2 separate regions of the Mus musculus genome follow, and region 1 is linked to region 2. Evidence: chromatin contacts called from public Micro-C data. All regions are on one chromosome and are shown on one strand. Each heading gives the region's core, a stretch centred on a gene start, on an enhancer-like site or on the middle of the called end of the contact. The rest is flanking DNA. Distances are from core to core; before and after follow the strand shown. Region 1 overlaps Gm46375 (a long non-coding RNA gene). Region 2 overlaps Otub2 (OTU domain, ubiquitin aldehyde binding 2).

Region 1 (3,732 bases), core at 810-3,309, 1.6 Mb after region 2:
AACTCACTCTGTAGACCAGACTGGCCTGGAACTCAGAGATCTGCCTGTCTCTGCCTCCCATTTAATCACTCTAATTTTTTTTTTTTAAGAAAATAACTTCTTTTTTTTCCCCCCTATTTTATGTGTGTGAGTGTTTCGCTTACACACATGTCTACACCATTTGTGAGCCTGGTGCCCACAGAGGCTGGAAGAGGATGTTAGATCCTTTGAAACTGTAACCGGGACCTAAACCCTCATCTTCTGCAAGAGCATCATGTGTTTTAGAGCCTCTCTCCAGCTCTATTTTTTTTTTCTTCTGGTTTTTCGAGACAGGGTTTCTCTGTGTAACCCTGGCTGTCCTGGAACTCACTCTGTAGACCAGGCTGGCCTCGAACTCAGAAATCCACCTGCCTCTGCCTCCCAAGTGCTGGGATTAAAGGCGTGCGCCACCACTGCCCGGCTTCAGCTCTATTTTTTTAATTGTCTTTGTCCATCCATGGTGTGTGTATAGGGCAGGGGCTGTGCAGGAGCGATCAGAGGAACTTTCTGGAGTCAGCTGTAACCTCCCTCTGCCTTTATGTGGTTCTGAACTCCGGACATTAGGCTCTGTGTAGTGAGCATCTTTATGAGCTGAACCGTCCTACCAACCTCTTAGTCACTCAAATTCTGTGTGGTATCCATAGCAAAGGACCATTTTCTGTGTCATGAGTAAATTCCGATCTGTTTCTTAGGTGCTATTTCCACACGGTGCTCTTTTTTGCTCTTTTGTTAAAAATTATTCTGGGTGAAGCTATTGATAAGATAAAATAAGCTGGGGAGAAATGGCACGGGCTCTGGTAACACAGAGAAGTCACTTGATGGACCTGGAGCCCGAGAGCACGCGCGCCAGGCTCACTCCTTCAACTGTGCGTGCATGAGCTGAAGTCGTCCGGTCCTGTTTATTATCTGCCTGTGCAAAATGGAGGAGCTAGAGAAAGAACCCAAGGAGCTAAAGGGGTCTGCAACCCTATAGGTGGAACAACAATATGAACTAACCAGTACCCCTCGGAGCTCGTGTCTCTAGCTGCATGTGTATAAGAAGATGGCCTAGTTGGCTATCAGTGGAAAGAGAGGCCTATTGGTCGTGCAAACTTTATATGCCTAAGTATAGGGGAACACCAGGGCCAAGAAGTGGGGTGGGGGGTAGGGATGGGGGGAAGGGTATGGGGGACTTTTGGGGTAGCATTGGAAATGTAAATGAAGAAAATACCTAATTAAAATTTAAAAAAAAGAAAAGAAAAGAAAAGAAAAGAAAACAGAGCTTCGGGCTGATGGCACCGAGCTTGCCAGGCCAACGAGCCCACTACACATAATGAATGTGGTTTTGTTTTCTCGGAACTGCTGTGTACCAGGAAAGTCTCGTCTCTGCTCAGCTCTCTCCTTGGTGACCAAACATGAACTGTGTGTTCACTACGCTGAAGGTCGTCCACCCTCCCCGCTTCATCATTCATATTTAAACAGCCGCGTATTGCAGACCTGGCCTGCTTGTTCCCTTTCCTTTTGAAATCCACATGCAGACTTCATAAGATCAATGTTTCCAGCCCAGGGGGGATTGGCAGAGCACAAAAGCCTCCAGGATCAAAGCCTCCTGACTGGGCTCTTCTCTGGGCCTCACACATCTCTAGCTGGCTGGGCAGGGCCAGATGCCTTATCTCCACAGGCTCCGACACCCAGCAAAGGGACCACCAGTTCTTGCTGTCTTCCTGGGAGGAGCGTGCAGAACGTGTGCCATGAATTTGAAGATCTGCCCGAATGTTTCCTCCTGTGATGAACTGAATCCCCACTCCTTGAAACAGAAAGCAACTCTGGAAGAGAATGCGTCTTCTGAGGAAGGTCTCTACTAGGTGGGAAAAGGAGCGGTTTGGGTGTTTGCTCTCCGGGGACAACAGTTTTCAAAGCCACTAGAGCGTTTCTCTTTATTTTCTGAACCTGTGATAATATTAGAAGCTGTGATAGGCAGGGTGCCCAGAAAGCTGAGGGAGGTCCAGGAGCCCCGCCCTGGCTGACTCCCAGAGGCGTGGCCTTGGCATCCTAGTTAGGCTGGAAGAACCCAGGAAGGCTTTGTGGTACTTTGTGCAACCACAGACAGACAGGCAGGCGCTCTTGAGCTGGGTGGCAGGGCTTAAAAATGTCAGATAGGTCCACGTGAAGGCTGAGAGTGACCTGTAGGGTGTTGTCCTCACAGCACAACAGCCTTTACCACCTTCGTCAGAGCAGCTGTGACTGCCTGCAGCAGTCTTTTTTTAAAAAATATTTATTTATTTTATGTATATGAGTACATTGTAGTTGTACAGATGGTTGTGAGCCATCATGTGGTTGCTGGGAATTAAACTCAGGACCTCTGCTCCCTCCGGCCCAAAGATTTATTTATTATTATAATATGTAAGTACACTGTAGCAGTCTTCAGACACACCAGAAGAGGGTATTAACTCTCATTACGGGTGGTTATGAACCACCATGTGGTTGCTGGGATTTGAACTCAGAACCTTCAGAAGAGCAGTCAGTGTTCTTACTCGCTGAGCCATCTCGCCAGCCCTCCATTTTGGTTTTTGAGGCAGGGTCTCTCACTGAATGTGGAGGGCATCGATTGGCTAGTCCCCTGGCCAGCAAGCTCTGGGGAGCCTCTGTCCCCGACTTCCTAGCACTCATGCTACTATGCTAAGCATGTTATGTGTATGCTGAGTACTGAGCTCAGGTCCTCCTGTTGGTGTGGCTCGCAGTGTATCCCCTGAGCCACCTCTCCAACCTCATCTCCATCATAATTCTTGGTTGGACGGGAGCCTTCCTGAATAGTGAAGACCATGTTTCACTGTAAAAGCCTAGCTTCAGGATGCCTTAGGGTCCTGCTGCTGATCACTGGCCCCTGACCAGACAGAAAGTGTGCTTTCCAAGTGGTTGCTGCCAGCCCTTAAAACTGCAACTTCCCCTGACTTTAAAGACCTTTGTAGTGGCTATTCCTGGCTGTCAACTTGACTATAACTGGAATGAGCTACAATCCAGAATTGGAAGGCTCACCAGTGACCCTAATCTGGAGGCTGGGAGATACAAGTTTCTGACCTGGATCTTGGCATGGAGACCTTGAGGCATAGTGGCTATGAATCCTAGAAGATTAAGACAGAGAGATTTCCAAGTTCAAGGTCATCTGGGATTAAAGGTATGGTGCCACACACCTTTAATCTGGGCCACACCTTCAGCTGGAGACCTACATAAGGGCATTGTAAGAAGGAAGATTTACTCTCTCTCTTCTTCTCCTGCTTGCCTTGTGGGACTGAGCAACTGCTAGATCCTGTCACAGCTGCTGCTGACCACTGTTGGGAGTTGGACTACAGACTGTAAGTCATCAACAAATTCCCTTACTATATAGAGACGACCCGTCAGTTCTGTGACTCTAGAGAACCCTGACTAATACAACCTTTGATTCTAAATCTCCTCTACGGTGGAGTGGGTACACACACACACACACACACACACACACACACACACACACACACAGCAAGTGCCACACACTTCCTGGTGAACAGTCAAAATCAGTAGGCAGAAAACAAGTCAATGGAAAGGCTAACAGAAGGTACGCCCACCCCAGTGGCCACAGACACTGAAGGTCTTACAAGCACCAGGGCGAAAGGGACAGCTACCAGCCTCTGCAGGAAGGCCACTTCTTCAATCTTGTGCAGATTCTTGCTTGCTATTGACATGCGTGGGGAAAATGGTGGG
Region 2 (3,921 bases), core at 334-2,833:
CTTTGCAGCGCACCCCCGCTGTCATTCTGCAGGCCTCACTAGAGTAGCAGTCCTCCCCGGGCCCTGCCACACAGCTGGTCACCCAGGTGGCCTGCCACCCTGAAAGGTGGGAACCCTTGAGAGGTTCCCCGGAAGGTGCTCTCTAAGTGTAACCAGCCTATGGCGCTCTGCCATTTTGTATGGGGGGGGGTCTCCTACCCCGTCTCCCTGAGTGACACCTCACTCTCTTCTGTGCTATTATCTTTAGCAGGTGGCCACCCTCGGGGCCACATCCTTAGCATAAACATGCTCTTTCATTCTTTTACTTAGGCTATGAGTTTTCCAAGACCTTTATCCTCTTCACTTATGAACCCCGTCTTTACTCACATCATGTCTCTCTCCTCTCCCGTGTTAGGTGATAAAGTTACAAGAACCCACTTCGCAGCCTGAATGCCGCTGCCTTGGGCTTCTGCCACCTAGGTCCTTCCTAGCTCATTGTTCTTAAGTTCTGTTTTCCCATGGAGACCTGAGGCAAGGACACCCTGCAGCCAAGTTCTTTGCCACTTGCGGAGATGGCCCTTCCCTCCAGTCTCCAGGACCTCATTCCTCGCTTCCATCTGAGGCGCCATCCTCGGGGCCTCTTTTGTGCCAGTTCCTGCCAGCGCTCTCACACAGAATCTTCTGGGAAGACCCCCACTTTACCTTCTGTTCTCCGTCTTGTCTTACCCACTCCAAAATCGCCCTTGGTGGCCTGTTCACAGCTGCGAAGGCTGCTCCAGCATCCTCCAGGGAGGTGTCCCAGCTGTAGCCACTGCCCCATCCCGAAGCCTTCATGTCTGCAGGTATTAGTTATGGCAGCTTCGGCTCCTGACTCCTGGCTATGTCTTAGCCTGGTTGTATGGCGGTGATAGGTTATCACTGGGCCATTTTTACGAAACAGCTCCATCAGGCTCAGAGCTTGGGAAGCTGGAAAGTCCTAAAGAGCTTGGGAGGTGCCAGCATCAGGCCAGGGCCTTCTTGCTTTCTTACCATGAGGAAAGGCCTCGCTTGGCAGAAGGCAGGGCTAGGGAAACTGAGTCGACATGGGTACAACTCAGAATCGTGATGTTAGTCCAGTCACAAAGGCAGAGTGTTGCCTTTTGATACTGTGATATTGGCAGTTAAACATCTGAGCCCAGCATAGAGTACTGAGGAAAGGCTCTGCCAGTTAAGCAGACTCTTCTGACTGCTCATAGAGAATGTGGGGCTGACTGGGAGAGGAAGCCCCAAGGTCACACTGGGCAGGGTACATTGCATCCTCCTTGTGGGAGATGGTGAGGGCTCTCAGGCCAGACCCAGGAACTAGTGGGGCAGGGTGAGACAATGGAAGAGGGCTCCTGGATTTGGGGGTATACTCTGGTGGGTAAAGGGGTATCCTAGGGTCTAGAGGAGACTGGTGGGGACAGAGAGGCAACAGAGTAATTAAGGGTGGATGAATCAGAAGGGGTAGTTTGGGTGACTGAGAGGTTGCGGCTGTTTGAGGCTGGAGTCCTAGGGAGAGGTGAGGCTGGAGCTAAGACCAGGAGGCTGCTCAAAGATGTTACACAAGTTCACATTATCTGAGGGAGGCAGAGGCCAGCTTCAGGAACTCTGAAAACACTAAGATAAGGGGTTGGAGCCCCACAGAGAAGGGTCATGAAGTAAGCCTGAGTGATTGTCAACAAAGATTAGCGTATCCTGTTACCTAGCACCCGTGGATATATTACCACGGCAGAGGTTCCGAAGTGTGACTCAGTTAAGGGGCTGAAGTGGAAGATTACCCGTAGTTATCAAGGATGGCACAGAGAGATCACCACTATAGTCCCTACAAGAGGGAGGAGGGGAAGGTAAAGGGAGCGTGGAAAGAAAGGTTACAAGGTGAGAGAAAGGGGTTATCCATCCTGGAAGGCAGCCTTTCATGTGTATTTATTTGTGTGGGGATGGGGGATGGCAGGGGGTGAGGGCGTGGTGCAGGCATGCCATGGAGTATGTGTGGAGGTCAGAGGGCAACTTGCAAGAGTCAGTTCTCTCCTTCCACCACATAGGGCCCAAGGGTCTAACTCAGGCAGGGTGCTTGGCAGGCTTAAGGACTGAGGATAGCAGCCTGCACTGCAGCAGAGGCCAAAAGGCCCAGAGAGCACAGCCTGGCCACAGCTTGTCTTTAGAGGGAGGAGGCTGGAGGCTGACTTCCAGTTGCAAAGACATCCAGTGGTGATGGTCTGTGACACCACAGTTGTCCCCAGGTGTTGGAGCAGGAGTGAGTCCTTCAAGGAGACAGGTCTCCCTGCACCCATGGCTTCAGTCACCTCATTAATAATGGACTTTTGAACACATTACATGTGTATTCATATATATATATACATATATATATACACACACACATATATGTGTGTGTATATAACTGATATATATTACCCATATATATATTACACATATATATGTGTGCATATGTGTGTATGTATATATATATATGGATGCATATGTAAGTGTATATATATGTATATATACATATATTCATATATGAATATCCATATCTGAATATTCATATATACATATATACAAATTTATGTTTATACATATATACATGCATACATGTATATATATATATATGTTTATATGTAATTCATATATGTGTGTATATATGTATATGTGTGTATATATATATGTATATATATATATAGAGAGAGAGAGAGAATGAGAGAGAGAGAGAGAGATTTGGGTGTATGTGTGTTGTGTATCCCTGTGTATGTATGTGTTCATAATAGAGGATTGTACCAACCTGTGCACGAGTGTAGAGGCCAGACATTGACATCATATACCTTCCTCTATCGTTTTTCTTTTAAAAATTTAGCGCATGCATGTGTGTGAGGTATGCATATGAACCTGCCTCCTAAGTAGGTGGGCACACATGTATGTGGATTTGCATGCACATGTGTTTCTGCATGCGGATGTCAGGAGGTGGTGACACTGGGTGTCTTCCTTGTTCTCTGCTTATTTAGACAGGGTCTCTTGCTGAGCCTGGAGGTTGTCGATTCTGGGTGGTCTAGCTAGCTAGCTGGCTGCAGGGATCCATCTCTGCCTCCTGAGGGCTAAGTTTACAGGTAGCTGCCACACATCCGTTCTGGGGATCTGAACTCTTGTCTCCCTTGGGGAGCAAGCGCCTTGCTCACTGAGGCCTCTCCCTAACTCGTCTAATTTCCGAGATGGTGTCTCTCCACTGAACCTGCAGCTCACTCACTGGCTGGATTGGCCAGTCACCAGTCCGGAGAGCTGGCTGTCTCTAAATCTCCGTCCAGTGCTGAGGTATGGGTGCATGGCAGGGGCAGGTTACACAGTTGCTGTGTTACAAAACTTGGGGCCTTATGCTTAAGCAGTGAATTCATTACCCATTCGGCTACCTTCCCAGTCCCCAAGTAGACATTTAAGTAGACACTAACTCCTTCTAGTTCCTGTGGGGACTCCAGGCGAGCAGGTAGGGCCAGGGTTCAACTCTGGGTGGCCTCTGACAAGGACGTGAGCCTTCCTAAAGGAGAGGTTGAGGCTCTGAACCTGCTTGGCAGGCAGGTGAGGCTGGCATTTCCAGCTTTCCCAGGTGCCGTGAGGTCAGGCTGTGTGGTGAGTGGTGGCACTGGGGCCTGGTTGGTGAGTCAGCTATGCTCAAGCTGCCCAGAGAAAGATGACCTGCCTGCTGGGTCTGGTGGGCACTGCTGAGCCTGGGATGTGGGCATGCTCAGATGCACGACAGAATGGCTGGCTGGCAGATGCGATTTGTAGGCAGAGGTGTGAGCTGAGGCCCGGCTGTGGGTTTGGTCAGTGAAACACACCTCTCACCTCCACTGCTAAAATAGTAGCCAAGCCCAAGTGCTGCCTGCCCAGCTTAATTAATTAGCATCTATCTGCAAGCCAGCAATTAAAGAGCCGGTG

The links. A called contact is a pair of places that touch in the nucleus more often than the background predicts.
Region 1: a contact with region 2 is called in a Micro-C map of the G1E-ER4 cell line. The contact joins two enhancer-like sites. A contact is called at or near these places in 2 of 39 promoter capture datasets (hippocampal neurons and pre-B cells) and 2 of 484 Hi-C or Micro-C datasets (both in the G1E-ER4 cell line).

What each region holds. Positions count from the first base shown.
Region 1 is chr12:105,018,037-105,021,768 of GRCm38.p6, forward strand. All of the region lies in intron 1 of Gm46375 (a long non-coding RNA gene), which reads right to left. Among named protein-coding and RNA genes, the nearest start is that of Gm46375, 6.9 kb to the right of the region's middle. Within about 2 kb of position 2,060, at least 112 of the 459 cell types and tissues checked have an H3K27ac peak or open chromatin away from gene starts, as enhancers often do. A contact at or near this core is called in the G1E-ER4 cell line, where this site is marked.
Region 2 is chr12:103,392,103-103,396,023 of GRCm38.p6, forward strand. The region is part of intron 1 of Otub2 (OTU domain, ubiquitin aldehyde binding 2); the gene reads left to right. Among named protein-coding and RNA genes, the nearest start is that of Otub2, 5.4 kb to the left of the region's middle. Within about 2 kb of position 1,584, at least 37 of the 459 cell types and tissues checked have an H3K27ac peak or open chromatin away from gene starts, as enhancers often do. A contact at or near this core is called in the G1E-ER4 cell line, where this site is marked.